Regions from separate parts of the Hordeum vulgare genome. Here region 2 is linked to region 1. The links are chromatin contacts, called in public Hi-C maps. All regions are on one chromosome and are shown on one strand. Each heading gives the region's core, a stretch centred on a gene start, on an enhancer-like site or on the middle of the called end of the contact. The rest is flanking DNA. Distances are from core to core; before and after follow the strand shown.

Region 1 (5,685 bases), core at 1,322-3,821:
GAGTGCTACTAGGCATCATGAGCTAGTAGTGTAACCCAAGCAAGGTAGAGGTGATCTGATGTCAAAGAAAAGAGTTTTGGAAACTTATTTTAATTAAATAAATAAATTTACCATGGGTTTAGTTCAATAAGAAAACAAGCATACATTCATAGAAGGCATTCATAGCATTCACAACATCATTAGAATTTTTTTAACAAACCCTGATTTTTGCAACTCAAAACACTGATGGTGAAACACAGGGTGTGACATCATCCATCATATAACATCACATAATACATCTCCCAAGTTTACATAACACAATACATCTCCCAGGTTCACATAATATATCTCTCAGGTTCACATAATACATCTTTCAGGTTTACATAATACATCCAAACTCCGAGTCATTCTCCTCCTTGGGCTAGATGGCGCCTGCAGTGCGCGTGCAGCAGCAACCTGCTTCTGCATCTACTCGGCGATCCTCTTCAAGTGCTCCATGTTGTCAGGGCCTGCAACAAATAGACAGATTTTAGAACCATGCCGATGTTTCTTTTATTCTGCCTACAGTACATAACAGGAACTAAACAAGCATCAATGTGTCAAAGCTAGAGAAAGAACAACACCTGAGAGGTAGGTAATAAACAGGATGACTATCAATTGCCAATTGACGAGCATAAAAACACTAACCGTCAGCTCATGTAAACTGAGCTGAGCAAAGGAAGGAGAAGTATAATGTAAGAACTAGTAGGCAGAGGTGCCGCGCCCATGCAAAGTGCCCGTTAATAATGCAAGTGAACCTGACTATCAAATATCCAAATTTTCTGACAACGGGTTCTCAAAGCAATGCTTATGTATGCACCATAAATACCAAGTGGTTTAGTATTATGAAATAGTCAATCATGGAACATCAATGTACATTATTATAGACTGATGGAACTGTTAAGAGCTACATGGAGATACATGGGAGTGCATTGCGCTAGCCACCAACTCTCAGAGCAAAATATTGCAGTAGCAAAATCTTCCATTTTCAGTTATATGAGGCTAACTTGGTGCCTATATGATGTGTTTGTCATGACCACATACCCCCTAACAAAAGAAGAGGAAGAAGAACATTCGTTTGCAGCTACCAAAGCTAGATCTAGAGCTACCTAGATGGACACTCAAAAGCAGAAGAAAGAGAAATTATAGCCCTAGTTCCCATAAGACAGCAGGTCCTAAAATTGTTGAGTTGCAGGAGAAAATGCGGCGGAATACCTGCCCTACCCTCCACCAGGCTCAGAAGATATCCCTATGTACAATATCCATGCAGGGGCAGATAGTCTGAATGCATCAACTGGCAATTCGCCCCGCTGGTTCACCAAAAGAATTAGTAGGTTAATTATGAATTATTTCTCTAAAGTACATCACCAAAAAGGAAAAGTCGAACCACACGGAGCCAATTAGCCAAAAACAAAAATGTATAAGTGAATCCCCGTCCTGTCTTTGTGTAATGGAGCATGTCTTCGGCTGTTATTTTCCCTTGGTTTGTTTCGATGTTCCTATAACTTTGTTTACTCTGTATGTAGTCTGGTTTCATTTTTCAATGGAACCCGGGGGCCTTTTTGCCCTCCTGATGATCTAAAAATAAGAGCAGATCGAGGCCTGGATCTGCATTCTCATAGTTCAAAAGGTTTCGGTTCAGGTTTTACTAGTACTACAAAAGAAAGCAAGAAATCACCACACTACAGTTGGATCCTGGAAAGGAGAGACTATTCTCTCGGTTCCTCTGGCTCCATCCTCATCCAAACAATTTTGACCAAGTTCAGAACATGGATAAATCACCATACTACAGCAATCCTGCAAGAGAGAAACTAATATCTCTGTTCCTTGACCAAATTAATTTTTGACCAGGCCATGGGGCTGAATTCACTAAGCAAGGCCCTAGAATATATCTAGATGCCCTACAGCGCCGCCGTTAGATTAGAGCGCGACGGGGAGCAACCACACCCAAATCCTAAGGTCGCAGTTCATCGGCGCGGACAGGCAGCGGATCGAGGAGTGGGGGAGGAGAGAAGGGAGAGGAAGAGGGGCGCTTACGGGCAGTAGGACTTGGAGAAGATGACGACGTCGTGGGCCTTGACGGTGGATTTCACGAAGGCCGTCGGCGTCTTGGACGCCGAGGCGGATCCGAAGGCCGCGAGAGCGATGAACGCGGCAGCCGCCGCCGCCACCGCGCGAAGCGCCGGACCGTCGTCGATCCCATCGGGGTCACGCCGCCGGCGAGGTCGAGGGAGCCCGGAGACGGCGAGGTGGGCTCTGGGTTTGGGGGAGATCGAGTGGTCTCACGAGTCTTCTTCCTCTTCTTCTTCCCAGCGTGAGGGCACCTTCCTCGCCGAGCGCCGAGTCTTGGAGCCGCACGGAAGACTAGCCAACCGCGCGGAAGCAGTCCAACAGTCACCCCATCCCCGTCCTCCTCACCGCGCCTCCCTCGCCGAGCGCCGAGTGCCGAGTCTTGGAGCCGCGGAGGCGAGATTTGGGAAGGGGAAGGTGGGTCGCGACGTGATGGATGGGAGCGGCGGGGATCTGCTGCTGGGTCGCGGGACTGCGGGAGGGATGGAGGTAGGGTTGCGGTTGGCCAACGTGTGTTAGGAAAGGTAAGTGAGAGACGTTGGAACTCTATGGTATGGACGGTTCACATCGGTTATAATGGAGTTATCCGTGGGAATAGAAATTTGTGTTCTGATTGGTTGGAAAAATATGTCATTTCAAACAGTTTGTGAAGCAGCTACCAATATTATTTTGCAAAATGTCGCCACTAGAATTTTCACTCAAGTTATATAAAATTTTATGGATGATAACCAACTTGTATGCATTTTCGATCTTTCTAGCATTTCTTGGCCATTTAAACCAACTTATACCAAATCAACATAAACCGGGTCAAATTTGAAGTACAACTACTTCATAGTTTGCTTGTTATATTTTCTAAAATCATTTTTAGGTACACATGTATATATTTCATTGGAGAAACACTATGGATGAGGACCAATTTGTATGCATTTCTGATCTTTCTAGCTATTTTTAATCATTTTTGGAGTGGAAAAAATGGTTTTTTTGTGAAGAACCTACCAAATATTTATTGCAAAATTGAACTCCATCAATTTCCTAAAATACTAGTACATATTTAATATACAATTGACCAAATGGTTGGGTGCGAAAAGCTTTTATCCGCCTCTTGTGAAAAATAGAACTTTCTGCCAATCCAGTTGGAAGCAGGTCAAATTTGAACTGCAGCTATTTGTTTTTTTCGAAAAACATTTCTAGGTACAAAAGAATGGACCCACGAGTGACATGTCAACATAGTTAGAACATGTTACGACATTTTTATAATCGTCGTAAAAGTTATGACGATCTCATCTTATGCGGTTACGACGTTTTTGACTCACATCGTCGTAATTTATATGTAGATTTGATCCCCTCAAACGGTTTACGATAATCTCGGATGAAATCGTCATAGATTTATGACGAATTCATCAACGACATCTTAAGAACTCATTTCTTGTAGTGATATACCAGAGATCATTGTCAATAGCTTGAAGATGCATTTGCATCTTGGTTTTCCAGTAGGGTAAATCCTTTCCTTCGAAGGTAGGACATCCTGCAGTAACCTTGATCATGCATGCGGTCAACATAACTAAAACTCTAGGTGGTTAAACCAAAATCACACAAAATAAGGGAGTACCTTTCTCTGATACCAATTGAAAGTGCGTAATATCGACTAGAGGGGGTCGATAGGATATTTTTGGAATTTCATCACTGAGAAAATTCCTTGTGAGAAAAGTCCTCAGTTATGAACTTAGTGCAACGGAAATAGCACATGATCAGGAGTGCAAAAACGACTACAACAACGTACTAGACGAAATTTAAGAGATTCGGTTTGCACAGTTCACAAGTATAGATTAAGCAGGTGAAGATTAACTAAAGTGAAGAATTTGAGGTTGAGGAAATTTGAAGAAAGTCTTCAGACAAATTCTTCAAACATCACAGATGAAAGTCTTCAACATACATTTGAGGAAATAAAAGAGTTGAAGAAATAGAACCTGTAGCTTAATGAAGTCAGGTGTTGATGACCCAGTTCCAATTGTTGTGAAAGTTGTACGTCTGGTTCGGAGCGGCTTGGCCTTGAAACCAAAAGGACACATAGTACCGGGAGACACAGTACCTATCGTATTCTGCTTAAGCTAAGGACACACAGTCCTCGCGCCAACACTCGTGGTAAGTCTTCAGGGCAGACTTCCAAACCCTCACAAACTCGGTCACCCGACGATCCACAATTGACTGCTAGATGCTCTAGACCGTGATGCCTAACCATGTGGAGGATGCACAGTCCTCAAAGGTAACAGGCTTGAGTTCCACACAGGAACAACTTCTTCTGTGATGCTCAATCACTTGGTTTTAGATTGGGTTTGGTGTTTGCGGTATTTCCTCACTTGATTTTCTCTCGAAGACTCTGAGTAATTTGGGTTGCTCTATATGACAAGTGTCAGTTTCTCTCGGAGCTGCCAACCACCAAGTAGTTGTGGGGGTGGCTATTTAAATCCTGGGAGCATCCCGACATGATTTGACATAAATGCCCTTAAATAATGTGACCATTGGATGGATAAGATCAGTGAGGTGGCGCGTGGCGCGGCAACGGTCGGAACTTTCAACTGTGAAAGTCCTCATGTCTCTCATATTCCTCTCTTTGAGGCTTTGGTAGATTTAGGCTTGGGTTGAGCATCATGAGGAAAATCATTCCGTAGTTTTACCTTCGACCCCCTTTAACAGTACGGTGTCCCTCTGACTCAAGTTTAAAGAAAATGAAACAGAAAGAGTAAATGCTCACGCTTCAAAGTCTTCACAGTGTTTTCTTTAGGACACACCAAATTCCTCATTTCAATATCTTCATGAGTTATATCAATTTCATCGCAATTTCTTTGCGATCAAAGTCTTCAAGGAAGGACCAAAGGCTTTACCCGAAGTCATACATTTTTAGGGGTCGATATTCATCGTATAACTCAAACTCCTCAGTGACTTATAGAGCTTGTGTACACTCACAAACATATTAGTCTCTTAACCTATAAGTCTTCAAACCACCAAAATCACTAAGGAGCACTAGATGCACTTATAGGCGCCTCGTTGCCTGGTGGCCTAACGCGTCGGTCCATGTCAGCTCGACGACCAGGATGCTCGTTTTCGTCTAGAGCACCTCGCGGAACCTCAGGCCGTCGACGAGGAAAGTACTGCCGGCCCACCCTGTTTTGGACCGCGTATCCTAAAGGAACCGTTCCCCAAGGGATTCACCTTGGCGCGCGACACCCTCAAGTACTACGACTCGACCAAGCTTGAGGATTGGTTGACCGACTACACCACCGCCTTCGGCCTCGCAGGAAGAAACAAGCGTGTGAAAGTGTGCTAGGTGCCCCTCACGCTGCTTGGCTCGGCTTGGACATGGCTTAATAGTGAGCCGGCCCGCAGCATCAACGGGTGGCTGGACTTCCAAGAGGCATTTGTGTGCAACTTCACCGGCACATAAAAGTGCCTTGTCTGGCCCAGCCAGCTCGCATTGTGCGTACAGGTCCCGACCGAGGTCCTCCACGACTACCTCACATGGTCGACTGAGCTCCGTAAATCTTGTGAGGGCATCCATGAAGTATAGGCGATCCAGTACTTCATCGACGGTTGCCAAGA
Region 2 (5,685 bases), core at 1,875-4,374, 800 kb after region 1:
GAGCTTGAAGAATTGAACTTTGAGCAGGACTTTGACTGGTCGTGGCCTCCCAAGAAGAAGTTCAGGCCCATTCCAGTGCCAGATCTTGAAGACAGCTCCTTCTCGTCATTCCGCACCGCCCAATCTGATGAGGAACAACTCGACACCGCAACAGGACCAAGTAAGAAGACTACACCCAAGAAGCGCCAAGGATCTTCATCAACCGCAAAGAAATAAAGTCTTCACAGGCGTTAGTCCTCTGTTTGTCCCTTTTTTTCACTTGATAACAAAGGGGGAGAAACTTGAGAGTTAGTCTTCAAACGGGAGTTATTTTTGGGGGCTTATGAACTATATTTAAGTTACAAACTCTTGGCTCTTCTGAAGTTTTTATGTAATGAGTTGTAACTTAAGCCCGATGGTACTCTGACGCTTTTTGAACGTTTTTCTTCGCATGCTTATTCCTCAAGTTTTAATGCACGCATGCTGGAATTCATCAGATACCATTTGCCATCATGCATCTTCATTTTCTTCATATGATATGTTATATGTATGCATGATTTACAAGATTCAGGGGGAGATCTCCATGATATAAATCATCAATGTGCATATGCTATAAAAGCAAAATCCTCAAGGTATGCACATCTTCAGGGGGAGTCTCTGTGAATCTTGTCTTCAAATTCCTCAATTAAGTATTTACACTTCACATTTTTATTCCCTGTTGAAGACTTAACCTAATTGTCATCAACCACCAAAAAGGGGGAGACTGTAAGTGCATCTAGTGCCCTTAGTGATTTTGGTGGTTTGAAGACTTATAGGTTAAGTATCTAATGTGTTTATAAGTGTACACATGATCTATAAGTCATTGAGGAGTTTGAGATATTTGAAGAATATCGACCCCTAAAAATATATGTCTTCAGTTGAAGAAATTGGTCTGAAGCTGAAGAAATGAATCGCGAAGAATCTGCGATGAAATTGATATTCCTCATGAAGATATTGATATTGAGAAGATCGGTGGTTCCTGAAGAAAATCGTTCTGAAGAAATTGAAGCATGAAGATTTACGTTTTCTGTTTTACTTTCTTCGCATTTGATGAATAGGAACACCGTACTGTTAAAGGGGGTCAAAGTAACACTATGGAATGGATTTCCTCATGATGCTCAACCCAAGCCAAATCCTATCAAAAGCCTCAAGTGAGGAATATGAGTGACATGAGAACTCTCACAGTTGAGGGTCCCGACCGTTTCGATAGCCACGCCAAGTCACTGGTCTTATCCACTCCAACGGTCATATTGTTAAGGGCATTAATGTCAAATCATGTCGGGATGCTCCCAGGCTACAAATAGCCGCCCCCACAACCACTAGCTGGTTGGCTGCTCCGTTAGAAACTGACACTTGTCATAAGAGCAACCCAAATTCCTCAGAGCTTTCGAGAGTAAATCATCAGTGAGGAAATACACCACCCACCGAAACCACAAACCAAACCTAGTGATTGAGCATCACTGAAAAAGTTGTTCCTGTGTGGGACTGAAGCCTTTTACCTTTGAGGACTGTGCATCCTCCAGACGGTTAGGCGTCATGGTCTAGAGCAATCGAGCAGTCAATTGTGGATCGCCGGGTGACCGAGTTTGTGAGGGTTTGGAAGTCTGCCCTGAAGACTTACCACGAGTGTTGGACGAGGACTGTGTGTCCTTAGCTCAAGGAGAATACGGTAGAGACTGTGTGTCCCGGGACTGGGTGTCCTTTGGTTTAAATACCAAGCCGCTCCAAACCAGATGTACAACTGTCACAGCAGTTGGAACTGGGTCATCAACAACAGTCTTCACCAAGAATCGGGTTCTAATTCCTCAACTCTTTACATTCTCTGTATTATGTGTTGATGACATTCACTGCGACTGTTTGAAGAATTTGCTGAAGACTTTCTGTGAATTTCCTCAACCCCAAATTCTTCACTTGAGTTAATCATCATCTGTATTCTGCGTGCCTGCTTATTGTGCAATCTGTTTTCATAATCTTCACTCTGTAATACTGCTGTCTTGAACGATTGCACAACTGATCCTTAACTGTTTCCGCTGTAAGTTAGTCATCTGTGAGGAATTTCCTCAGTGATGAAATTCTAAAAATCTCCTATTCACCCCCTCTAGTCGATATAACGCTCTTTCACACGTACACTATGACTCTGGGTTTGGAGTGCCATGAGGCTCCCGGACAGGCGCCAACGATAGAAGACGACTTGGTGGAATGGTGCTCCACACGGGTGGGGACCCATTGTACACCGAAAGACCTCAAGGCGATCATCACTTTATATTTATGAGTATTGTGAAAGCATCACAATGCAATTGTTTTTGACGGCGAAACACCACCATTTTAAACAACACTGCGCAACATTGATCGTGAAGGTCGCGTGTGGAAGTCGGCGGACCTGCTTAAGGATCACCTAAAGTTCCTTTTTAGTGAATTATATAGGCAGGTTAGTGACGAATAGTTGCTTTTATTGCAGCGTAGCGTGAATGATGTGAGGCTCTTCTAAGCCTAGTAATGATGTAAACTTTGTAGAGGGGCTCTTCACCCTCTTTTTTCTATAAATCATGATATTGCACGCTCGTGTATTTTAGGTAAAGGAAATCCCCAAGCTAGCCATCTACGAGGCGCCAGTTGTCTTCCCTGTCACCAACCACGCGATCAATCATGACGCTGCGTGCGATGGAACCTGGCCGCCTGGCTGTACCCATCAATGGCCAATCACTCCCTTCCATTCCATCCCCAGCTCACCTCGCGCGCAGCACGGCGGCCTCGCTGCAAGTAGGGAGCGCGCCCCGAGAAGCAAATCCCAGGAAGAATGAACGAACGAAATTCATCCCAGTTCCCAGACGCGACTCGACTCGACTGGACATAAAACCGAGGGAATAATCAAAAGCAGCGAGGCAGGCAGACAGGAGTAAGGAATCCCGCGAAACCGTCCGAACCCAAACCTCTCCCTCCCGCCCGGACCGGACCCAATCCAGCTCGACCCGCCCAACCAAACCAAACCAAACCAAACCCCTTGCTCCGTCCTCGTCTCCTTCTGCCCCACCACCGAGCGGCCGAGCCGCACCTCCCCAAACCCTACCCATATATTATTAAACCCATCCCGAGCGCCCGTCGCGTCCTCTGTCCACCCTCCCTTCCACATTCCCGCCGCCTCCTCCCGCAAAAACCCTAGCCGCCGACCCGATCCGATGGCGTCCGCCGAGGACCAGGCCGCGGCCGCGGCGCTGCTGGGCGGCGACCCGGCGGCGTTCGACGCGCTGCTCTCCACGCTCATGTCGGCCTCCAACGCCGACCGCGCCGCCGCCGAGGCCGCCTTCCACCGCCTCCGCGGCTCCCACCCGGAGCCCCTCGCGCTGCGCCTCGCCTCCTCGCTCGCCGCGCCGGCCACCCCCGCCGAGCTCCGCGCCATGGCCGCCGTCCTCCTCCGCAAGCTCCTCTCCCCGACCTCCTCCTCCGACTCCTCCGCCGCCGCGCCGCCCCCGCTCTGGCCCCTCCTCTCCCCCGACGGCCAGGCCGCGCTCAAGGCCCACCTCCTCGCCGCGCTCCAGTCCGACCCCCCCAAGCCCATCGCCAAGAAGGTCTGCGACGCCATATCCGAGCTCGCCACGCTCCTCCTCCCGGAGAACACCTGGGCCGAGCTGCTGCCCTTTCTCTTCCGCGCCGCCTCTACCCCCGAGGCGCCAAACCTGCAGGAGTCGGCGCTGCTCATCTTCGCGCGCCTCGCCGATTACATCGCCGAGTCTCTCCTCGACCATTTGATGACCATCCACAACCTTCTAGCGTCTGCCCTGGCGCACCCGACGTCGCCTGACGTTCGCATCGCCGCGCTGAGCGCCGCCGTCAATCTCGTTCAGTGCCTGCCCACTAACTCGGACAGAGATAAGATGCAGGATTTGCTGCCTGCCATGATGAGGGCGCTCACGGATTGCCTCAACTCGGCCCAGGAGGCATCTGCGCAGGAGGCACTGGAGCTGCTTGTCGAGCTGGCTGGTGCAGAGCCAAGGTTCCTGCGGCGACAAATTGCCGATGTGGCAGGAGCAATGCTGCAAATAGCGGAAGCTGCACAGTTGGAGGATGGAACTAGGCACCTGGCTGTCGAGTTTGTCATTACTCTTGCTGAGGCCAGGGAGCGTGCACCAGGAATGATGCGCCGGCTCCCACAGTTTGTTGGCAGGCTCTTCCAAGTACTTATGCAGATGTTGCTTGATGTAGAGGATGACCCTTCCTGGCACACTGCGGAAACCGAGGATGAAGATGCAGGTGAAGGGAACAACTATGGAGTGGCGCAGGAGTGCCTTGACCGCCTTGCCATTGCCATTGGTGGGAATGCAGTCGTGCCGATTGCATCTGAGCTGCTTCCACAATATCTTTCTGCTCCAGAGTGGCAGAAGCACCATGCTGCGCTCATCACGCTTGCACAGATTGCAGAAGGATGCGCAAAGGTTAGCCTAATAACCCTGACCTTTTGATTACCTTTGCAATAGTTTGTTACTTCAAAACCTCGTTGCAATGCTTAAAAGAAATGTCCATTCATTAACATTGCTGAACTAGAAATCAAGTTAGTAATATGGAAACAAGATAGTGGTTCCATACTTTTACCTTATCCCCTCATTTACAAATTCTGAGTTGCCATGCCTGTAAAACATTTTCGCTTGCATTATACCACAAAAATGTGTTTCCTTCTATCATTTTTGCAAGTAGGAAATAACCAAAGCAGATCATCTCCTCACCAATTGCTGTTTGTTGCCGTCAGGTTATGCTTAAAAACTTGGAGCAGGTGGTTTCGATGATACTGAATGGATTCCAACACCCTCATCCACGTGTGCGGTGGGCTGCAATCAATGCCATCGGTCAGCTGTCTACAGATTTGGGCCCAGACTTGCAGGTTCAATACCACCAGAAGGTGCTGCCTGCATTGGCTAACGCCATGGACGATTTTCAGAATCCGCGGGTGCAGGCAAGTGTTGAAATACTAGCATCAAACTCGATCAGTTGACTCCGAAAATTCTTATTTTTATTTGTAATGAGTTTTTAAGTTTTTTTAGTGCTTATGTCGCTGAGAAACATACTTCCTTTATGCTCCAGACATTCTTCACCAGATAAAGAACTCAATCTATTTGTGCTCTAGTTGTAACAAATTATTAGGTATTCCTTTATCATGTTGAGATAGGTCACAAAAACATAAATCTCCTTTGTATTCTCTAGTTTTTTTGTGCTATCTGTTGTACATTTGATACTTTGACACCAATCTTGCTAAAGCACATCTAGATGTGCCTTAAGTATTGCACATCTAGATGTTCATAAGTACTGCACATCTAATAAGTTCTATGCCATTGATTTTAGGGGGGGATCGTGCGGCTATTTTCTTTTCTCTTTTTCTTTTCTTTTTTTATGTTTGCTTGAGTCACTTAGATGTTCAATAACTAGGACACATCTAGATGTGCCCTAGTCAGACCCGCCTTGACATTTACTTACCAAATGGTTCTTATCAAGTCTATGAAGTGAAGCATCTCAATGAAATGTGTCTCACACAACTATTGTGAAGTATGCTTCTAACTTGTAAATAAGCCTGTAGATAATAAATTTCATGTAAAAATTTCAAATTCTGGCCATATCCTTCATTTTTCTGGTTGGCTGTCCCCTTTGTATTTCCATCTTGATTAATATCAGTATTATTTT

The links. A called contact is a pair of places that touch in the nucleus more often than the background predicts.
Region 2: a Hi-C map of seedling shows a contact between it and region 1, with 4 times the contacts expected there. The contact joins the promoter of LOC123425593 here to the enhancer-like site in region 1. A contact is called at or near these places in 1 of 6 Hi-C or Micro-C datasets (seedling) and 1 of 1 datasets of contacts at active chromatin or transcription factors (embryo).

What each region holds. Positions count from the first base shown.
Region 1 is chr2H:145,357,685-145,363,369 of MorexV3_pseudomolecules_assembly, forward strand. No RefSeq gene overlaps it. Among protein-coding and RNA genes, the nearest start is that of LOC123429814, 340 kb to the right of the region's middle. Within about 2 kb of position 2,572, at least 2 of the 3 cell types and tissues checked have open chromatin away from gene starts, as enhancers often do. A contact at or near this core is called in seedling, where this site is marked.
Region 2 is chr2H:146,161,343-146,167,027 of MorexV3_pseudomolecules_assembly, forward strand. LOC123425593 (importin-5-like) reads left to right here and starts at 3,125. Exons shown (of 20, transcript XM_045109283.1): 1 at 3,125-4,448; 2 at 4,760-4,963. The coding sequence starts at 3,195.